Regions from separate parts of the Mus musculus genome. Here region 1 is linked to region 2. The links are chromatin contacts, called in public promoter capture Hi-C maps. All regions are on one chromosome and are shown on one strand. Each heading gives the region's core, a stretch centred on a gene start, on an enhancer-like site or on the middle of the called end of the contact. The rest is flanking DNA. Distances are from core to core; before and after follow the strand shown. Region 1 holds the start of Mm2pr (macrophage M2 polarization regulator). Region 2 holds the start of Pan3 (PAN3 poly(A) specific ribonuclease subunit).

Region 1 (7,139 bases), core at 4,617-7,116, 1.8 Mb after region 2:
CTTAGGCTACAAAAATGGAGGGTAAATGAATGTTCCAAGTTTGCTCTCACATTATATGGGGATTCTTTTTTTTTCTGTATTACAAAACCTAAAATTATTTAATGTTCTATATCAAAGTGAGTTATGTTCTTACCTATTTTATTTCACTAACTTGGACTTCTTTAATGGTCTGACATTTGAATTTTAATCAAACCACAGACCCTTTCAATGCCTTTCGGCCTAAGGACAATTTAAGTAAGGTGAAGGACCTCCATTAGCCAGCTACATTCATACACCTCATTCCGGTCACTACTGAAAAAAACCATAGAGAATCCAACAAAACAAAAGACCCTTACCTGAATAAATCAGAGCCCGGGACTCAAACTTTATGGGGAACCTCTTAGGGAGACCATAATTATTAATTTGTACTAAAAATATTGTAGCTATCTTCACCTGAACTTCCACACTTGTCTAGAAGACCATGCAAACTGAGTAGGATATTGGTGGAATGTATGTTACAGATTTAGACACTCAGCTAGACCGGAAGCTATCCTGTAGACAAACACTGTCAACTTACTTCTCAACTACATTACCATATGTAATATATACAAAATATAATTATTGCAGGAAACTGCCATCAATATTTTAATAAGCTTATAATGAGATATTGAATTACTTGTTCTTTCAAGTATAAAACATGCAATATAATTGTGGCTGCCAGCCCACACTGAATCCTGCCTCCTGGTATTCATACCTTTAAGAGGTCCCTCCCACACTCTAACAAGGGAGAGTGGTTTAATCTACAGAATACAGCAAGGGATGATGTACTGCTTCTGAGGCAAGGTTTCAAAAGGAGCTATGCTTTCTGCCCATCTCTCAGATCATTTGCTCTCTAGAGAGAATTCAGGTGCCATGGTGGAAGGACACAAAAGTAGCCTTTCTGAAGATCCACAGAAGACTGAACTAGAGCTGTCCACTTCCAGATGCCTCTATCAGAAGCCACGTAACCAGTGTATTTGTTTTAGGCTACTTGGAAGTCATCTGCTAGCCGCAGAAGATACCTCCAGAATACGCTTCACTTACCTCAAGTTGTATACTTTTTTTGTTTTGTTTTTTGTTTGTTTGTTTGTTTTGTTTTGTTTTGGGGGGGGTGTTTCAAGACGGTATAAGGTTTTGAAACACAGTAAGATATTTTTTATTTTATGGCTATGAGTGTTTGAGTGTTTTGTCTGCATGTATGTTTGTGCATCATTTGCATGCTGTGTCTATAGAGGCCTAGAAAAGGGCATCAGTTCTGTTGGAAGTGGAGTTACAGATGGCTGTGAGGAGCTAAGTGGCCCTTCTGCAAGACTGGCCAGTGCTCTTAACTACTGAGCCATTTCTCCAGCCCCAACTATCTAACTCTTAATTTTTAAAATGATAGCCAGGCGTGGTGGCACACGCCTTTAATCCCAGCACTTGGGAGGCAGAGGCAGGCGGATTTCTGAGTTCGAGATCAGCCTGGTCTACAGAGTGAGTTCCAGGACAGAGAAACCCTGTCTTGAAAAACCAAAAAAAAAAAAAAAAAAAAAAAGATAATATTCGGATGTAATGCCTTTAATAAGACCCATTACCAGGAACAGTGAGGAGAGAGGACTGATTTCTCATGCTATAAAGCCTAGGATAACTATGACTGACCACAAATGAATACTTCCTAACAGCTAACAGACAGGATGAACCATGGCTGAGCTAACAGTCATGAGGTATCTTAATCTGATCTATACCTGCATTAGACTGAGCTGCTGTACTGTGTATATGCAGAGTGCAGAAAAAGCCTTTAATACTGCACATGTTAATATCCATGCCGACATGAACTTTTCTCATCTGAACTTTCCTAGAGAAGGGTGAACTGTCTTAGCCAAGCTTGGTAGAGGGAACTCAGTGGCTCAGCTCTTTACTCTGTTTTCTCGGCTCTGGAAGACTGAAGGGAGTCATTTGGTGAGGGCCGCTCTCTAGCATCCTGTAACTGTATGGGATAAGCTATGTTCTTGGAGTCCTCTTGAGAATGACTGAAATCGGCCTGTTTCTGAAGTGTGGTGTCAATCAACTCATTGCTGTTGCCAACCTCAGCCACATTTTCTAAAAAAAACTTTTTCGGGAGGGTGTGTGTGTCAACTTACATTTATCTTAACTAATGTAATTGGATCCAAATGTATGCAGAGGAAGAAAAAGAGAAGTAGTCTTAAGCGGCTTCTAAACAAGTATTTGTTGAGGACTGCTCTCTGGCCTCCTGCACCTGTAGGGGATAGCCATGTTCTTGGCCCATGGAATTTATAGCATCTCTGAAGGGCTATACAATGAGACTCACACAGCAAACAGTAAGAACACGTTTATTAATGGATAGGTGGAAAACCAGGACCTTTGGCAAGCATTAGGAAACTCGAAGAGAAAAAAATTACAGATGCTCAGAACTCATCCAAACCCTGGGGTCAGGAGAGGACACAGTTATGGCTTTAACAAGTCCCCAAATATAAAGCTGACCCACAATAATTTGAGGACCCATTTGTCATACATGGGCAAGTGAACCGTGGCCGAGAGACTGCAGACCTAGCCGAGGAAAGTTCAATGATAGAACTAACAACCCTTAAAGGACCTGTAGAGTGTGGAGGATGAGGAAAGACTGCCATGTATCCTGAGAGCTTCCTAACTGCCATCTGCTTCTTTACGTGTTATCTTATTTAAGATAAGTTTATTTTTTATATGGGAAACCTGGGCTCAGAGGTGTGAAATAATTTTCCTGAGATTACAATACTAGCTAGATGACAGAAGTGGGACTGGTAGATATCTTCATTTTCTAGATGAAATTGAGCCTTGGAGAAGTTTAGTACTTGGTCTGGAGTAAGTGCCAGGTGAAGGCAGGCTGTGTCTCCCAGCCGATGCATCCCCGCCTCTCTCGTAGTCTAAGAGAGGAGTCTGCACTACTTAGAGCACGCGGTGGCACAGCACGAGTAAAGAAGCTGGAGTACGCCACTGAAAAGCAGGCCAGATTTAAAACCTAAGGGTTTTTAAAGCCATCTTTCCAGCTCCACAGTCCAATGCTGACTCGTGAAACAGTTCTGGGAATCACACAGTAAAGATGCTAATAACTTAAAGTCAATAATTTAAAATTACTTTATATATATAAAAGACAATTTCTTCCCATTCTAGTTTTGTTTTAAATCATTCATTAAACAATTACTAGCGCCCAGATTATAGGAAGTTAGAGTCTAGTCATAAGACTAAACTATGATCTTGCTATTTGTTTATTACCAACCTAGCTAAAATAGTCAAATTGATTTTATGGTAAGTTTCAATTTTACTTTGTTTATTTTTTTTTTCATATTTTTTCTTGGCAATTTCCTGATTTAAATTTCCTGGCTAAACCAAATGATGGCATGAACTCTTGGAGAGTAAGACAATCTATTTCTAAAAAGCCCTAAATTCAGTCCAGTATTTCTGACTGATAAATTCATCTTGAAGTGACAACTATGTCCCAATTAAGAAAGTGTTTCTCTATATGAGTTTAATTTTTTTTTTTTTTAATGTAGAGAACTCCTGATTGCTAATCAGCATGCTGCATGATTACGTTCAGGCCTTACTCAAAGTCCTATAGTATGCTGTTTTCTCACTGAAGTATGCAGGGCTCATTTCTGAAGGCCAGGCTGGTTCAGTCTAAGCTCTTAGCACTCTGACAATGGGAGGGAGCTACACACTCAGCTCAGCTTTGGGGGTGGGTAGTAGGCTGAAAAAAAATAAAAAGCTCCGGATTGGAAGTTAGAGGATGCAGCCTTCAGCCTCAGGTCTGACAGTTTAATGTACAAACTTAGATACACTGTTTCCTTCTGGCTTAGTTTTCTGTCTCAGAGCGGGAATGCTCAGGAGAGGTGGCTTTGGCAGAGGATAACAGGTCAGTTCCTAACACCCACATGAGCTGCTTTACAACTTCCGGTAACTCCCTGGTATTCCAGCCCCAGGGAATCCAAAACCTCTCCAGTCCTCAGGCATCTGCACCAACACACACATAATTAAAATAAAAAATAAATCTTTAATAAAGTAGCAGCACGAAGAAGTTGCCTTCTAAATCCAACTACACATGTAGAGCAAGACCATTAAAAGAAAAATTCAGTTTAAATAGCATTTGCTGAGCATGCTCTCGAAAGCCACGGTCTGCTGCTAACTCATCTCCACCCTGCACGCTCACCGTCACACGCTCACCGCCACACGCTCACCGCCACACGCTCACCGCCACACGCTCACCGTCACACGCTCACCGCCACTCTTGCTGTGCTGCACGACTGCGATGTTCAAAGATATGTAAGTTGTCTGGGTAGAGGTCCCTCAACACAGCTCTTTGTTCCTCTGGTTTCAAATGATGATGCCACTCAGGTGATGTGATTAATCAATTTTGTTTAGAGTCAGGTATGATATTAACACCACTCTCCCACTCTCATGACGCAGGCACAGGGCATGTATGAGCCATGGCAGACAGAAGTAGCTATGCTACTGTTTAGGACACACAGAGATTCACATGTGTGAGAAATGATGAGTATATCATTTATTGTACAATGCTTTACATTTTTATTCCACTTTAATCTATCTACTTAGCTCTTTGCTTCTTGACGGTGCAGGACTGTGACCAGCGACTTCAAGCCCCTGCTGCAGTGACGTCCCCAGGAGATGTACTAACCTTAAACTGTGAGTCACAATAAACCCATTCTTCCCTGCATTGCCATTATCAGGGCATTTTTGTTACAGCAACAAGACAAGTAACCAAGACAGATTCTGAAAGAAACCTAAGCAACCCAAATAAATCCGAAGCGGACTGACACCGTGACAGAAAGCCACCTCTGAGACAAGTGAACATGTAAGGCAAACAGGGGCATACTATGCAACACTCTCATTAAAAGGCAGGACACAAGCCACATCCTAATAGCACTTTACTTGCCTCTATATGCATGCACCGCCCCCTCAGCTTCTATTGATCCTAGGCAGGGTGACTGAGAGACAGGTATAGCATGAAGACTCATTGTGCCAAGTCTGAGCTATGTACTACTCAATTTAAGCAGTGACTTTTGACCAGCAAGAAGGCAGTGTAGGTTGAGATGGACAATGTCCTTAGTGGTAGTCTCAAGAAAGTATCTGCAGGTGACATCACAACTATAAGGGACTTTCCTCGAGCTATTTATCTGCTCCAAACTTGTCACTGTATAGATGTTCTCAGGGCACCAAATTTAAACAACCTGTATAAAGTACACAGCCAGAGACAGAATTAGATACCAGATACTCCAGTATCTACTCTGTGACTCATATTTTATCTGCTCGTTTGGGGAAAAGAACCAGGTAAGTGTGGATGCATTATGAGATATCATGTAAGTTTACTTAAAAGTTCTAAGAGAACAAAACAATACCTTGGGACAACGACTACAACCTTTGGCCTAATGGATAAGCTCTGCACATCCCAATAATTGTACACGAGTAGAATGTTCCCCATAGTTAACTCACTTGAACTCATTGACAACAAATAATGCCTCGAATTAATTTTTTTAAACAAATGCCTTGTACGAGAGAACTTGCCAAATATAAATATAGGCCGATAATTCTTTTACTAACACCTAAGAGTTGGAGACTTAAAAGGTTATTATAGTGGGGCCTGGTAGAACAGTAACTAAAATCTCACTCGAGAGACTGAGGCATGAATACACCAATTCTAGGTTGACTTGGCCTACACAGTGAGTTCAAGGCCAGCCAAGGAAACTTTGTAAAACAGTTTCTCAAATTAAAAAAAAAAAAAAAAAAAAAAAAAAAGATCTGGGGAAATGGTACAGTACTTGCCCAGCACGGGTGTGATGTCCGGATTCATTTCCCAGTACTGGCAAAACAAAGAGGAGGGAAGTTATAAACTCAACCATTATAGAAAACCCCTTATGCCAGCGGCCAACAGCAGCACACAGCAATCAAACCTATTAATGTTGTTTCAATGAAATACACAGGAGAAAGCTCACGTATCTCATTGGTTTGCACCAGTTTTTACTACCAAAGAGCTTTTGGTTTTTCCAGCTTTCTGAAGATAAGATTTAGTAAAGGGATTATAGACTGTACTCTGGAAAGTCAGGCTGCCCGGGTACATGGTGCACAGGTGAAGGACAGAGGTGGATGCTAACGGTCTTCCTTTCTCTCGGCTTACTTTTTGAGACAGGGTCTCTAACTGAATCTGGGGCTCACAGATTCAGCCAGGCTGAGTGGCTAGTGAGCCCCTGGGATCCACAGATCTGCACCTCCCCCAGCCTGGGATAACAGATGCATACAGTTGGGCCAAGCTTTATCAAAGTGCTGGGGCTTCCAGTTCAGGCCCTCATTACTGCAGGGAGAATAACTTACTGATGGAAGTCGTTTCTGCAGTCCAGTAAATTGTCAATGAGACCAGAATACACAACCACCGCAGGGTTTGATTTTAGGACAAGTCTCAACTCTAAGCACTCATTTGTTATATAGCCCAAGCTGGCTTCCACCCAAGGTCCTCCTGAGTGCTGGGCTTACAGAGGTGTCCACCATACCTGGCTTAGAGGTAGCATTTATATCCCAGGTTGGTGCTAAAGGTTTGTTTTCAGTTAAGGAATACAACAGAAAAAAAGAACAAGAGCTCACAAAATGATCTGCAGAGCACTGTATTCCTATTGCAGCTTAATTAATTATTAGTTAAATAAAAGCTTCCATTTATTGAATATGAATTTCTAAGTGGAAATAGATAAACCTACTTTAGTTTACTGAGGTTAACTATACTCTCTATGGGACCAATGTATATAAAAACAGGCACTCTGCATACTGTGGAAAGAATACACAGAAGTACATGGTATCTTCTCAGCTGGGGACTATTATTAACCTGAAGTAAATTGGGAATTTTCTCCCCCCCCCTCCCCGACCCGCCATATTCCATCTTCATTTTGTTTGTCACTATTAAGTTTTTCTGGCCAAAAATTTTGTTTTAATAAATTTTTCATTAAAGACAGCAATAATCCATTTTTATTTTTATTCTAGTTGTTTGTGGATGTTGCTTTACACCTCAAAAGTCGGGTTACATTTTAACTGAACCAACTAGATCATTCAATTTATGAGCTGACATTCAGCAAGTGTTTATTGGGAGG
Region 2 (6,847 bases), core at 1,021-3,520:
TAGCACAGCGGGCTCTTCTGTCTCTGCTTTCTCAGCGTTGGTGTTATATGCACACCACTATGCCTAGCAATTTTTACTTGGATTCTGGGGACTGGAACTCAGTTCTTCCAATCGCAAGGCAAGTGTTTTCCTGACTGAACCATCCTCAGGCCAGGTCTTGTTATGTCAGAGCCTAGCATAGCTCTTGCTTGGTATGTAATCATCATTGATTCTCATTTAAGGTTAGTTTGAACAATATGTTGAATGTAGCTTAAATTTATCAAGCCCTGAAACACCACCTTCCATGGCAAGTCTTTAAGACATGCACGTTTATTTAACACCAATGAAGCATCCAATACAAACAGCACACACGACTCACTAGGTACGCCCTGGATTGGAATGAATAAACTTTGGGCAATTTCAGGCCTTCCCCTGCTCAGGGACAATTTGCCTTTCTTTTATTGCTTCTCGGCGTTCTTATGGGGATCCCTTTTCTTTTCTTTTTTTTTTTTTTTAAAGATTTATTTTTATTTATTATATGTAAGTACACTATAGCTGTCTTCAGACACTCCAGAAGAGGGCGTCAGATCTTGTTACAGATGGTTGTGAGCCACCATGTGGTTGCTGGGATTTGAACTCTGGACCTTCGGAAGAGCAGTCGGGTGCTCTTACCCACTGAGCCATCTCACCAGCCCGGGGATCCCTTTTCTTCTTAAAGGAAATGTGAATGTTGCTACTTAGCATTTTGGAACCTTGTGATAGTTTCTAATTGCCTTCAAGAAAAAGTCCAATCCCTTAATACTGCCTGAAAAGCACTTCTGCGAACTCTGCTCAGCTGTGTGATATCATTACACTACTAAAACCCTACCCCCATTCACCTGGAGACCTCCTTCACAAGCTGTTAGCTTCGGCTAGAATGCTCTTTCTCTACACACCTAGCAGCAATAAAAAGCAAGTGCTAGATTGAATTCTTCCCAAACACGGGACATTTTTATGAACCACTTCGCTCATTATGAAGTGGATACTTACTTAATCTCAAATGTACAAAGGAGACACAGAGAAGCAAGCAGGTTCCAAAGGCAGGTCTGAATTCAAGGATGCTGTAAACACTCTCCCCACTCCCCAACAGTTCTCAGTAGGAGTTCAACTCTTTAAATCCCCTCTAACAGCTGATGTTAACACTAGACACTAATTCACATCTTATGCCTCATTAGCCGGAGGATAAATAAGCCCTCTGAATTCAGGTCCGACTGCATCTGGTTAACTTTTGCATCCCCAGCTCCTTGGGAACATGTAATTAACATTAACAAATACCTGTTGGATATTTAAATGAGTGAACACTGCGTCCACGCAGAGATAGCAGCTTAGAATTTCCCTGGGCAGCATCACTAGGCTTACCAGATTGGGATCTATATAGCATGCATCTCAACCTCACCCTTTTGGCAGTGTGAAACTTTATATATTCTTTTGTGACTTCGTCAGGCTGCCACGATTCCTTAAATGCTGCCCACACCCGTCCTTTTCATAACAGGGATTTGTCTTTTGAGAAAATCTTTTAGAGAAGATTTCTAAAACCCTAATATCAATTTTTCACTTCACTGCGGTTCAATTGTCTTCACGCCTCTCCCCTTTAAAAAAAGGTGGTGGTGGGGGGAGCAAATTGGAAATCAATGAGGGGAAAACTTTTTTTTAAAAAGTGAATTTCGAATGCAGAGTAGGAAAACATTCCAGCACATTTGGAATTGGGTCTTCCCGTGCTGCCAAGGTAGCACTGTCCCAGGTGGCACCTTTGAGAGAAAAAAATCCCGAGGGCCATCAAAGCGGAGGAAACAGGTGCTGCTCTAAGCAGGGGTTTGGTGGCATCCAGGGTTCTGGCTCCATCTTTTGACAAAGAGCCCAGAAGCTAAGGCTATCTGGCCAGTAGTCCATCACCTTCGAGGGGGAGGATTTAAAAAAAAAAAACAAAAAAAAAAAAACAAAGGCTAGAGGGGTGGCGGAGCACAGGGAAAGGGAGAGGAAACGTGACAAACGGAAGCAAACTCTCCTCTCCGGGGAGCGAGGTTGGGCTGCGTCCCCTTCCAAGGACCTGAGACGGACTGTCATTTTGTGTTTTCCCCTCCAAGCGGACTACCACCGGGTCTCGTGAGAGCCTCGGCGCCGCCGCCGTGGGGAAGGCCTCCCTCCGAGGGCTCGGGCTGAAGCAACCGCCTCCGGTCAGCTCGCGGACGCCCCGTGGGGGCCACGCCTGCGGTCCCCCACCCCCGGGCCAGGCCTCCTACCCACAAGGCCCCGCGCCACTCGCGCAGGCGCAGAGGCGGCGAGCGTCTCAGGAAGAGGAAAATGGCATAAACAAGTCGGGAGGACCCGGAGCGCGAGCCGACGAGCGAGCGGAGGGCAAGAGTTTAAAAACAAACCGGCGGCTCCCTCCCGCCGTGCCTTTGCCCCACAGCTTCCGGTCGCCGCCGCCTCAGGGTCGTTTCTCCCCGCAGCCCCGGCCGCGCGCCCACCGCGGCGTCCCGCGCGGCCCCTTTAAGGACAGCGGAGAGGGAGAGGGAGAATCCCTGCTCGCCGCCCGCCCGCCCTTCCCCCTCCCCGGGCGGCTCCGGCTCCCTCAGCGGGGCCCAACCCGCCCGCCCGGCTTCCATCCGGCTCCGGCGGCGGCTCCTTCCCGCCCTCGTCTATGGTGGCGGCGGGGGACGCGGCTGCGGCGTGGCCATGAACAGTGGCGGCGGCGGTGGCCTCCCGCCGCCCTCGGCCGCTGCCTCGCCGTCGTCGTCCTCGCTGGCGGCGGCCGTGGCGGTGGCGGTGGCGGCCTCGTCGGGCGTCGGGGGCGTCCCCGGCGGGCCGGCGGCGGCGGCGGGCGTGAAGCTCAAGTACTGCCGCTACTACGCCAAGGACAAGACGTGCTTCTACGGCGAGGAGTGTCAGTTCCTGCACGAGGACCCAGCCGCCGGCGCGGCCCCGGGGCTTGGCCTCCATAGCAACAGCGTCCCGCTGGCGCTAGCGGCCGCGGCCGGGGCCGCCTTTCCTCCGGGAGCGCTCCCGGGCGGGGGAGCGGGGCCGCCCGCGGGGCCCAAGAAGCCGGAGCTGGGCGTCCCGGGGGCGGCGACCGCGGGCGGCGGACTCGATGGCCCGCGGGTGGCGAGTAAGTGAGGCCCGGGCGGGGTGGTGCGGTGCGGGGTTGGTGCGGTCCGGGCGCGGGGAGGAGGCCTGAGCCTGCCCGCTTCCCCTCACCTCCGGGCCGCAGGAGAGGCCTAGGCCCTGCGCAGCCCTCCTTCCTTCTTCCTGTTTCCTCTCTGGGCTCCGCCGCTCGGGGCAAACCCCGGAGCTAGGGGAGGCGGGTTCCCGGGAGCGTGGGTGGACGGACGGTCGTGGTGTAATTGGGGTGGGGTGGGGGGCGCTGGGAGTGGGGTGCGGGGAGCAGGGGGGATGGGCTGCGGAGTGGAAGCAAGGGGGTGTCGCTTCCGGGTTTGTGTGTGTGTGTGTGTGTGTGTGTGTGCGCGCGCGCGCGCGTGTGCGTGGAAAGGGGCTGGGTCTGCGAGCACATGTGTCGGTGCGTGCTCGCGTGGAGCGCGGGCTGCCGAAAGTTGCCGGCTGGGAACTCCTTCTAAAGGATGTCCGGGGCCAGGGGTGGGGGTGCGGGGAGGAGAGGTGTATGAAGATCAGCTTTATTCATTTATTTATTTTTAAGTAAGCACAGGTTTAATAGAGAGCTTAGGTTAGGAATTTCCCAAGACTTGCGCTCAGGCAGGTTTCTGGAAAGCCAGAGTAAGTGAACTGGGCGTCTGCAGGGATCTTGTCTTTCCCATGGCGTTATACCGAGTGAACTTGCTCAGCACTGGGCCTCAAGAGCGTCTCGCACCCCGAAGGCTTTCGTGAGAAGAATTTAGGGCTGTGTACGTTATAGCTGTTAAGTTAAGTGGAGTTTGCTGTTACTGTAAATGCTTTGAACATTAGAATTAGATGCTTGATTTCCTCTAGTTTTAGATCTTGTGATAACTTGATAGTCAAGTTAACTTGAACTTCAGAACAATCTGTCTTTAACACAAACAACCTGATAAAGTGGTTTACTACTTACTGGGATAATTTATTTTTAACAGCCCCCCCCCTTTCTTTTTTTTCTTTTTTTTTTTTTTTTTTTTTTTTTTTTGGTCTCTTGTTTACCGAAGCTTAAATGGTAATAAATTTAGATGCTTTGTAAAGAAGTTAATTTCCTGGTGGGATGTAGCCGTTAATTTTTTAAAAATTACGTGTGTGTGTGTGTGTATGTATGTATGTATGTGTGTGTGTGTGTCATTGTCAGTGTGCTCTCACATAGCATGAATGTAGAAAGGTAAGAGGACAGACAGTTTAGGGGAGTCATTGCCCTCCTACAGCATGGGTCCTAAAGCTGGAACTCAGGTGGTCAGCCTTGGCAGTAGGCACTTTAACTACTAAGGCTTAACAAGCAAGCGTTGTCTTTGCCCCCTTCCTCCTCTTCTGTTTCTTTTTTCAGACAGGGTTTCTCTCTGTGGCCCACACTTGTCTGATCCCCCTGCCTCAGCCTCATGAGCTGGGAGTATAGGTTTGCCATCATGCCCAGTGGAGCTTTTGTTTAAGGTAAATTGTATGAAATGAAGTTGTGCCTCTGGTTCATTTAAGGATAATGTTTGATTGGTAAGGAATGAAAAAAACAGTATCTGTCCTAAGTTGGCTTTTTGTTGCTGCTTTAAAACACCATAACCAAAAGCAGCTTGGGGAGGAGGGAAGGTTTATTATGCATTAGAGTCAGTTATTGAGGGAGCCACACACAAGCTCAAGGTATGAACCTGGAGGCAGCAACTGAAGCAGAGACCAAGGAAGGAGGCTGCATACTGTCACTCTGGCTTGCTCAGCTACATTTCTTAAGCCTAGGCCCACTGCTGTTAATGGACTGGGTCCTCCTCCATCAGTAGACAGTCAAGAAAATGCCTTACAGAAATGTCCACAGACCAGTTTATTAGAGGGAAGTCTTCCTTGCCTAGGTGAGTGGTTTGTGTCAAGTTGACAAAAATTAACCAGCATAGTGACTGCCTTCCAAACTAGGACACCTAAAAGTGCTGGTCCTTAACGTGTGATCTTTCTAAGGTCGCAGTTGGACACAAGAACTGGGAAGGTCGGATAGAACTAAGTGAAGGAAGGAGCTGAAGGAATGGCACATGTGTACATGTGTGCCAGGTGTGGGATGCTCCTGCACATGTGTACATGTGTGCCGAGTGTGGGATGCTGCTGCACATGTGAACATGTGTGCCGGGTGTGTAATGCTGCTGCATGTGTGTACATGTGTGCCAGGTGTGTGATGCTGCTACACGTGTGTACATGTGTGCCGGGTGTGTGAGGACAGTGTACTTGTGTCCATGTTTATCTGGTATATTTAGGTGGAGTAAACCCTAGGGGTTCCTCTCAGGAGGGTGCGCTCCTTATCTGAGCAACAGAAAGCAACTGAGATAGAATCTTTAGACTATAGGTGGTTAATGCTAGGGACATTTAAATACTGTCATTTTAATAGCTGATTAAATAGCTGGGATCAGGTGGTTCTTTTTCTGGTTTGTTTTTTTTTTTTGAGACAGAATCTTAATATGTATCATTGACTGTCCTGCAACTCAGATATCTGCCTGCCTCTGCCTCCCCAGTGCTGGGAATAAAGGCATGTGTCACTTTGTCTGGCCTTGTGACATTTCTTTAACATAATAGTCCACCATCCTCCTTTTCTCATTGACCTTTCCACTGTGCTAGGCTTCAGTTAATGGCTGTTCTGTATTTGTACACTTAGTTATTCAATCTGTTCTCAAATAGCCTCTTAAGATAGCCTTCACCAGCCGGGCGTGGTGGTGGCGGCGCACACCTTTAATTCCAGCACTCAGGGGGCAGAGGCAGGTGGATTTCTGAGTTCGAGGCCAGCCTGGTCTACAAAGTGAATTCCAGGACAGCCAGGGCTATACAGAGAAACCCTGTCTCGGGAAAAAAAAAAAAAAAAAAAAAAAAAAGATAGCCTTCACCAACTAATTAAGTGTACAAGGAAATTAAAATAGATGACACATTCCAAATATTGCCATTTAGAAACATCTGGATTGTGTTAGTTGATGTGCTATTAGAGCATTCTTCAAGTGAATCTTTAATAATAATGTAACTGGGCAGGAGATCATAGTGGAACTGCTACTTGATAGATTTTTATGTTCCCCCATCTGGCCTCTGTGGAATTGTATATTCATGTGTATATATTTTTAAGCTTTTAATTGAAGTTCCTGTTTAAACATAGTCCAGTTTTGTGTTGCTATAACCGAAAAACACAGATTGAACAATTTAATAAAAAAACAAACAAACAGGAATTTCAGGGTCTGGCAAGATGGCTTTGAAGGTAAAGGCATTTGTCAAACTAAAACTTGAGTTCAATCCTCAGGACCCACACGGTAGTAGGAAAGAACCAACTCCTGTAAGTCCTCTGATCGCAGACTAACTGTATTGCCACTCGTCCCCAATAAGTACGTATGTATCTAAAAAGGGAAGGAAGGAAGGAAGAATTGCAGCCCTGTATCCCAGCACTTGGTAGATGGAGGCAGGAGGGTCAGAAAGTTCAGGGTCATCCTTTGTCACATAAGAGTTAGGGGCTTGCTGGGCTACAGGAAACCACAAGGAAAGGAAGCATATCTCTGTTTTGGAGGTTGAAAAGTCCAACATGAAGGTACTGGCCTGTGTGGAGAGGTATCCTCCTCAGCAGGCTGTCCTGGGACTCTTCTCTGTAGACAGATCCATCAGCCTCTGCCTCCTGAATGCTGGGGTGCATCACCACATCCTGCAGAGCCACCTTTTACTAGGCCACCCCTTCACCTGTTACACCAGGGATTTAGTT

What was found. Promoter capture Hi-C pulls out the DNA fragments that hold promoters and counts their contacts.
Region 1: a promoter capture Hi-C map of pre-B cells shows a contact between it and region 2, with 3 times the contacts expected there. The contact joins the promoter of Mm2pr here to the promoter of Pan3 in region 2.

The regions. Positions count from the first base shown.
Region 1 is chr5:149,176,170-149,183,308 of GRCm38.p6, forward strand. Mm2pr (macrophage M2 polarization regulator) reads right to left here and starts at 5,867. Exons shown (of 3, transcript NR_015478.2): 1 at 5,826-5,867.
Region 2 is chr5:147,427,886-147,434,732 of GRCm38.p6, forward strand. Pan3 (PAN3 poly(A) specific ribonuclease subunit) reads left to right here and starts at 2,271. Exons shown (of 19, transcript NM_028291.5): 1 at 2,271-3,124. The coding sequence starts at 2,695.